Regions from separate parts of the Hordeum vulgare genome. Here region 1 is linked to region 2. A link is a contact called in public Hi-C data. All regions are on one chromosome and are shown on one strand. Each heading gives the region's core, a stretch centred on a gene start, on an enhancer-like site or on the middle of the called end of the contact. The rest is flanking DNA. Distances are from core to core; before and after follow the strand shown. Region 1 holds the start of LOC123440238 (protein IQ-domain 26-like). Region 2 holds the start of LOC123444379.

The links. Hi-C and Micro-C count contacts between places; a contact is called where the count stands out from the background.
Region 1: a contact with region 2 is called in a Hi-C map of leaf, with 6 times the contacts expected there. The contact joins the promoter of LOC123440238 here to the promoter of LOC123444379 in region 2. A contact is called at or near these places in 3 of 6 Hi-C or Micro-C datasets (leaf and seedling) and 1 of 1 datasets of contacts at active chromatin or transcription factors (embryo).

Annotation. Positions count from the first base shown.
Region 1 is chr3H:480,136,265-480,140,817 of MorexV3_pseudomolecules_assembly, reverse strand. It overlaps LOC123440238 (protein IQ-domain 26-like), which reads right to left and starts at 3,014. Exons shown (of 5, transcript XM_045116816.1): 1 at 2,768-3,014; 2 at 2,444-2,512; 3 at 2,051-2,361; 4 at 857-1,030; 5 at 1-746. The coding sequence starts at 2,359. The coding sequence ends at 90.
Region 2 is chr3H:479,916,700-479,920,722 of MorexV3_pseudomolecules_assembly, reverse strand. LOC123444379 reads left to right here and starts at 1,434. Exons shown (of 3, transcript XM_045121072.1): 1 at 1,434-1,572; 2 at 2,669-2,732; 3 at 2,834-3,143. The coding sequence starts at 1,487. The coding sequence ends at 3,019.

The DNA of each region.
Region 1 (4,553 bases), core at 1,765-4,264, 220 kb before region 2:
AAATTCAGAGACTATCCAGCAATTTGCAGCTACTGCCATCTTACACCACCGTCCGGTCCGGTCCGTCTCCACCTTGATAGATCAGACGATCACCACATCCTGTCCAAGTAATAATCTCTGGCCGCGTCGTCGCTGAGGTCGGAGCAGCGCGCGCGGGTGGCGTCCGAGGAGTGGAAGCAGAGGCCGCCATGCTGCGTCCGCGTGCACGTCGACTTCCTCGGCACAGCATCCCGCTGTGTCAGGCTCGCCCTCGGCGCCTCGGCCGGCTGCCTGGGCGCGCTCTGGCACCGCAGCCTCGCCGCCGACGAGGCAGTGCCCGCCATGTAGCGCGGGCTCGCAAGCAGGTCCCGGTGCCAGAGCGGCCGCGCCGCCAGCCCGTCCACGCTCTTGGCAGGCGAGTCGTACGCGTACGGCGCGTCGGGCCCGCTGAAGCGGGGCGTGTTCTGCGCCGTCTTGGCGTGCCTGACGGGCTCGCGCTCACGCCGGGTGGACACTCGCGGGGGCTGCTTGACGGACCGCGGCGAGATCGGCGGGGCCAGGTCCGGCGTGAGGCGGCCCGACGAGCGATCGGCGGCGTACCGGCCGCTCACGATACGGCTGGAACGGGAGCGGAGGTGGCACGTGTCCATCTCCACGATCCGCGGACTGCGCTCGTAGTTGGAGTCCGTGCTGTCGGACAGCCTCCGCCGGTGCCCCGGCTTCGCCGGCGGCGTCCTCATCCTGGCATCCTGCGCGATGATCCTCTCCTGCATTGCGAAAAACACACCGTAGCAAACATATCAAACTCAAGATTCATCATCCGTCGACTCGTGATCGTTGATCAGCACGAACGAAGAGTTGAAACTCCGGGCCTGACCTGTTCCATGGATTTCCGGTAGGAGGCGCTCTTGAAGGCGCGGGAATCGGCCTGCAGCCGCATGAGCGCCTGCAACCTGTGCAGGGTCGTGGCCGCCTGCTTCCTCACGAGGTAGCCTCGGACCAGGGCCTGCAGCTTGACGAGTGATCTCAGAGCGCGAAGCGCCTTCCTAGCCTGAAGCCAATATAATCACAGATTCAAACTTCAACTGAAACAACTTGCATTATGCCAAGGAGTAAAGAACCGTATTCAGACGAATAAGCTCATGTCACACTGCGTAATCAGTAACCACTGCACTGACGCTGAACCAACATAAAGCTTATTATAAAGAGAAGTCGCTGCTGAAGGCCCGAAGCAGGAGTAAAGAACTGCGCAGCCGATCAAGATCAACGTGCATACTTTGCACAGAAACAGAGGAAGAGTTAACAACTAACAACTGTCCATTATGGAAAGGGACATGACGAGCAGTGACATCACATACAGCGAAGTTTAGCCAACTAAGCCCAACATATAGTACAAAACGAACTGACGGGTGTGGCATAAACGGTGCGAACATATCCACTAAAATAATTGATGGGAGGATCTGCATCGTTAACGGCCCTGTTTGGATACTCTAACTTAGCTAGTGGTTAGAGTTAGTTTCTAGCTCATGACTAACCCTAAACTAACTCTAGCCAAATAGGTGTTTGGATGGAAGGGTTAAATTGACAATAGATGCACTTTATGGAAAGAGAAAAGTGATTTTTTAATGAGCCCCATAAGAACTATCTCCAATTAGCATCTCTTGGTTGGTGGGAGAGAGAGACAAAAATATTTTTTAATGAACCACATGAGTACTAGCTCCAATTAGCACCTTTTTGATGGGATAGTTTTTTGGATGGGATAGATGCAACTAGCTTCAATCTAACCCTTATGTTTGGATACTTTAAGGCTAGTTGAACCAAACTAGCTCAAACTAACTCTAGCCCATAGATCCAAACAGGACCAACGTCAGAATCCTAGCGCACACTGGGAGTCTGGGACTGTTCAAGCCATTTCGGCACGCCGAAAAACACGAAATGATGCACATAATCGAAGTGAACTTGTACACGCACGCGATCAGCACTCACTCGGCAGTATCTCAACCAACTTATACATAGATGACGTGCGATAGATAGATGGATGAAATCACAAGGATGATGATGAAGGTCATACCAGGTAGCCTCTGAAAGCTTTCTGAATCAGGACGGCCGCGGTCTCCTCGCGCGCTCCCACCTGCTCGCCGCCAGCACAGCGGCATGGCTTCACCCGCGACGGCTCCAGCGCGGCGGCGATAGCCTCGGAAGGCCGCTTCCCGGCGTCAACCCCGCTCTTCCTCTGCTTCACGAAGCTCCATCTCTTGGTGGACTCCTTGACCGCCGCAGTGTCATGCCAGTCGGGCGCGGCATGGATGTCCTTGCCGCCTCCATGCGCCTCCTTCCTGCCTGTGAGCAGCCTCTTGAGCCACCTCATGGCACGCCCCATCTCTGCGGACACGAACGAACGCAAGGGAGAAGAAGAAGCTAGCGCGTCAACGCAACCGAACGCCAGTAAGATGAAGAATCTTACAAGAAGAGGGCAGTACTTGGCCCACTATGCCCGAGAGCACGGCGCACAGAGCTTCCAGGGCTCCGAGACCTGAGTTGAGTCGAGAGAAAATGAGCTTTTGGGGATAGACCAGCAACAGAAGGAGAAACCTAGAGGAAGGAAGAAACACAGCGAGGGCTTATATACAGCTTGTCGACTCCGTACGCGACATCACGGCTCGCAGCCATTAAATTAAAATGGAAAAGGGAAGGGCGATTTGTACTCGGCGAAATCATTGGAGAAAGAAATGAAGGGCACAGAGAGAGGGAGAACGCTTTAATTTCGAGAGGAAAGGCACGAGATTACCTGCGGTTGCGGGGCAGGTAAGGGAAGGGAGAGAGAGCAGCGGCAAAAGATGGAAAGGCCGGTGGCCGGAGCGGGGCGGCGAAGTTTACGTGAGTCGAGTCCAGCCAGCCAGCCCACAACCGGAAACTTTGCAGCGCATCAACCTCGAACGGGTAACCGAAGCGGCGGCGAGCGGATTACTCCTACGGCTCCAGCGGGCGGGGAGGGAGAGGGATAGGTGGGAGCCGGACTGACGCGTGGGCCTCGGCAGTCGGCACCACCAGATCACGAAGAAGACTAGTAGCGCCACCGCCGAGCGCGCGCGCGCAAGCCAACAAATGCGCGGGCAAGAACAGAAGACCGCCTCAACTCGATCGCGTACATGCGACAGCAGCAGTACCGACCTGCACGAGTGAAACAACGGCAAGCCGCCGTTGATGAGGCATGCAACCTGGCAGTACACGGCAATGCACAAGCACAATCATTCACTCACGACCGCCTCCAAAATGGATCGGTCGGGATTCGGGACCATGCCACTCATGCAGCATGGACGTGGGTACGTACGTACGTACGTGCATGGACGGCCTCTTATGTTTCTTGGAACACTTGTTCGGCGACGGTGCACCCGGGATGAATGGAGGAATGCCCTCCACGAGATGAGGCAGGATAAAATATTGCGGTTTGGGAGAAATGGAGTAGTACGTAGCATCAGGAGGTGGGTACGGACACCGGGGGTGTAGCGGATCGCGGCGCTGCAGGCTTGTGCGTTTCCACTGTTTCGCCAACAGAACGGAGCAGAACGGGAGAGGGATCCACAGTTGCCGTCAACGTCACTGCTCGATCTGGACTCGTCCCAGGGACCACGGACGAAGCGGCCAAACTTACTCCTACTCGATCCGGATCCCTTCGCGGAATGGAGCAGAGTGGGGCTAGTCCTACCGTGAATTTCGTAGCTGCTCGATCTGGACTCATGGCTATCAGCGCGGTCAGTAACAACGCTCTGCCCTGCGCCTCACGATTTAGTTCGTGGCCCTAACGTGTGCTGTGTGGCTCATCATCTTCACTCACACCATGACAATGCATGGACATTCTCGGTTTCTACGGGGTGGTCAGTTTCTTCTCTTGTTCCCGGGAGCTTCAGGCGGCGTGGAAAGATAGTACCAGCTCGTCGCTATCAGTTCTTCTGTGCAGCTTTTAAGTGCGACATGCGCCGAAGTTTGATCTTGGCTACTTTAATGTAGAGTCCGACTGGACTAAAATTTTACAAGCAAAGAACCCTTTTTAAACTATCATGAGGGGGCATACAGAAAATATATCTTCAGTTTCATTACTTGAATGAAACCAAAGTAACAGGAAAACAAAATGCCAAACACGTTCAACGAGATCAAATTCATACTTATTACAGCTCAATGGCGATAACACATGATTGACTTCGATGATGGTGTTTCTTGAATAAATGACCTCGAGCTCTGGAGTTAAAATCTAAGTTTGACCCGAGTTAGTTATAGAGCCTCAGAGTGATGATGTTATTGTGTCGTCAACTTGTTGAAGACATTGCTTGAATATGACCGAACCAGTTCTTCAGGATGAAAACCTAGACTCTAACATCGCATATGGTCTTTTCTTTTTTCCTCGTGTAGGCATAACTTTGGTCTTAGACGACTTGGCCATTTGCTCGCAAGTGTGTAGGGGGGAGGGGGTGTGAGTGTGTGTGTGTGTGCGCGCGTGCGCTTGTGTCTTACCTTTGCAGAGACGGGATGTGTGCTCATTCTTGTTATCCACTTGATACTTCATTTTAAGTAATAAA
Region 2 (4,023 bases), core at 185-2,684:
GAAATGAATTAGTGACATCGAAATTAAGAAAGAAAGTAAAAAAACTAAAAGAAAAATCCATTTTTAGAAAAAATAAATAATGTATTAATGGCGTTGATATTACCATTTAGAAGTAAGAAAATAAAATTAAACTTAGAAAGGTTGCACACAACTTTTACATTGAAGTTGCAATGTTTATAATACACAAAGAACAAGTATGTAATAGTGCAATTTCCGCACACTAATATAATTTACACAATTATTCCATAATACTCGTATGTGTGCATTTGCACTCATCCAACGGCTCAAAAATACCCATAGAGGAAAAAGGAAAACATGTTGAAAATAAAAAATAACAAAAGAAACACATAGAATTTAAACAATTGGATAATGATCTTCGAGCCTATAAGAAAATCGACTGATTCCAAACACTGGCAAGTCAAAGTTTCAGCATAAAAAGACATGCAACAACACCGGATGAAGAAAAAACAGCACAAATCTTATCAAAAGACTCAACAATTGGGAAAATGATTTACCAAAATTTTGAAAGTAGACAATACTATAGCTAGAGTGAAAAGGATGTTATGTTCTTCGATCTTCTTGTTGTTGGATAAAAGAGCAGCTAAATGGTTCCCAAGCACATCTGCTCCTGTCCATAAACAGTAAAATCAAAATTTCAATTCATTTGAACATCCAAGCAGCTCTCAGCAAACAACAAAATTAGGGTTTGTGAAAAAGTTTATTGTTTGTGCACCCTGGTAAGTGCCACACGTAGCATGAACACATGGCAAATTCAAAGCGGTTTTATGGAAAGTTTAGTGGCCCTAGGATGCCAACTTTAGTTGTTAAGCATGAAAACTTTCTTTTCAGATGAAGAGTTTCAGTTTTTTTAGATTTTTTTTTGGATGGCAACTTTAATTTTAAATAACGACATGGCCGGTGTGCTCCGTGTCACACTGCATGACACTTATTATTTGGTTTTTTCTTTGTTGAAAGCTGTTTAGATGTCTAAATGCGTTGAAATTTGACGCGGATCTCATGCACTATTTTTTTCCCATGCAAAATAACTACTCCCTCTGTTTCTAAATATTTTTATTTTAAATATTTCACTAGAAGAATACATACGAAACAAAATGAATGAATCTACACTTTAAAATATATCCATATACATTCGTATGTAGTATCCTACTGAAACCTCTAAAAATACTTATATTTAAAAATGAAGGGAGCAGGAATTTTTCGAATTGTGTTAGTATTTTTTTTGAAGTATTTTTATTTTATTTTAGTGTTCGTCGGATTTTTTTTTAAACTCGGTGTTCATCAGATGAGCTCGGGAGCCGAAACAGATATTCGTTTGGAGAACCGCATTGTCCGCAATTGCTCTGTTACTGGACTTATTGGGCCGTACTTATCAAAGAGGCAGTTTTATCAAAGAGGTCTTACGTTTCGGGCCGACGAACAAAGTATTTGTGGGCTCAGGCCTGCGAACCACCAAGACTGGAAGTCCATGGCGGCGGAGGAAGCGGAGCTTGGTTCCCCGGCGTCGGCGCAGCCGCCGGCACCGAAGCGGCGGAAGATCGAACCGTCTCGGAGGTACCCTCCGCGCATTTCCGCGCTACCCTTTCAATTATCCTCAGCGTGACTGCCGCGTGCTTCCAACTCCCCAATCTGATGGATGATTTGCCTAATCTCTCACGATCCCGCTGCGCCGTCCTTTAGTTTTGGGAAGAAATCGCAAAGGTTCCGACCTTGGTTGTGGGGCGTGCCAGTGGTGTGGGGTGGCTACAGGTGTAGTGTTCTTTTAGGTAAAGATTCCGGACTAGCCTGCCGACTAGCTGATCCTGTCACCGAGCACCGCTGTACGTTAGGTTTTGGTGTTCTTTGAAAGGGGCTTTGGAATGTGGCAATGTGCTTGTTTATCTATTTTTGGGCAAAAGTCTCGATATTCCCAGAGGGACCTTGTTGATTGAGGCGAATATCGGTCGCTTTTGCATTTCTGTCCCGGACATATAATTTTTCAGGCAATATGCTGGGTTGGGGTATCAACCACAATTGAGTGGAGGAGTGGGTAATTTGATGACAGAACGAGCAACTCTCGCGTACCCAGTGGTGAATTCTTTCTGACGCTTGAAAATCAACTGCCCCTATTGCAATCACTATTTTGCTCAGGGTTCTGTTCGTCCAACTCCTCTGACCGTGCATTGTAATTGAAAACTTGGGTTGGGTGCAGTCAATCTCACGTTCTGTAGATCCTTTGTGGATAGCTATGACAAATCAATACCACCATTAACTCATCGAACCAAACTAGCTATTCAGTTAGTTAACTTTACATTGTGTGTCTGTATGTGATTGTAAGCGTTGGGTTCAATGACATTATCAACCTGAACGCACTAGAGGGTACCTTGCCTGAATTGAGAATAGCACCAACCGTATGCTAATTGATGACTTGATGCACTGACAGTCAGCATGAAAATATTTTATACCATACAGAAAATTGTGCATTTAACCTTTTATTCCTTACTCATTCTTTTTTGCAATTCATTTTTGCTTTGCACGCACTGGTTACTAAGAGCAGCGATTTTGTTCTGTTGACTGCAGCAGCCATGCCTTTCTGCTGACTGTAATTTCTCATCAGTTTACTTTCTTGTCTAGTATGGTAAATATGTTGTTGTTGTGCTTTGGAACACAGGAGTAGACCTCCTTCTCAAACTGCTGTTGATAAGGACAAAGTGGCGGCATCATCCAATACATCGGTATGCTCAAATTCCTGACACGTTGATTGGCAATTTATACTTCTCTCATCTTTCTTGATTTCTCCTAACATCCTTTCTTGATGTTAACATCACCTTTCCAGGTTTCAGGCACACCGCTAGCGAGAGTGGATCTCAACAAAATTAGAGAGGCAAAGCAATTTGCTGTCCTTCAAGCACAGCACGAGGGATGCCTTGGAAGCTTCAAAAGCTTTGATTCTCTGTTTGGAAATTATCTCGTTCCTGTTACTCCAAGCGATGACTTCTTCGAGCAAATTTCAAAGAAGTGATCCAACAAATTTGACAGACGTGAAGAGGTAGGACGATGATCATGCTAGATTTACTAACAGAGTAATAGTTATGACTTCAAAACAAACTGTATTTTATTTTGAAATTGAGGTTCTGTTCTTCAAATGAGAAACCGATTTTCATGCACGGCTGTAGATACCCCTGCAAGATCCCCACAGTATCAAAACATAAAACTACTGTGGGGACCTTACAAGGTAGGGGTATCTACAGCCGTGTAAAAGCTGTGGCATTTTGGCAAGTGTTTTTCAGTGGGACTTTTTCCCAGGCTAGGATACCTTAGTAGGATGTATATCTGCATGGGTATCATTTTATTCTTGTAGTCTTTCATACCTAACATCTTTCCAATTATTGATGTGATTCTTTCTACCACTTCTTTCCTTCCAGCCAGTTCAACAAATATCTTAGTATCGTTGAGAGTTTCCAAAGACCAGTTTGCATGTCAAACAAGGCTAGGAAGTATGCTTGATTCTGAAACCCACATTACCCTGCGAGTACCGAAGAAGCAATGGGGAGACTATTATACTCGCCTTTAGGACTCTTTTTGCTGGATCTAGATTGCTGAAGTCTTTGAGGGCTTCTTTGATTCATTCTTTTTTCAAAGCACGGGAGCTTTGCCATTCTATACAAATCGAATTAGGAACCAAACGAAAAAAAGCACAGGGAAAGACTACCTACCTAAAGCTAGGTAAAGACCTTTGTTAATACACCGAGCCATGACAACAGAAGCAAGCCCAAACTCAACGCATGTTGTTGCAAGTCCTACCAGTTGATTGCATTCGCAAAGCCATCCTCATCACCATTGCTTCACCACTTTGAGTCCAAGCAAGTAGTTGACGCCTCCAACAAGGTAACAACATATGAGGTTGTCACCATTGTCGGCTCAGGCCCAAAAGCTAAACCCTAACATTGACATCTGGGGTTGTCACCCTTAGTCGGCGCTGGTCTAAAACCTTGAGTGACACACATTTGCCTCGAGCAATACCCT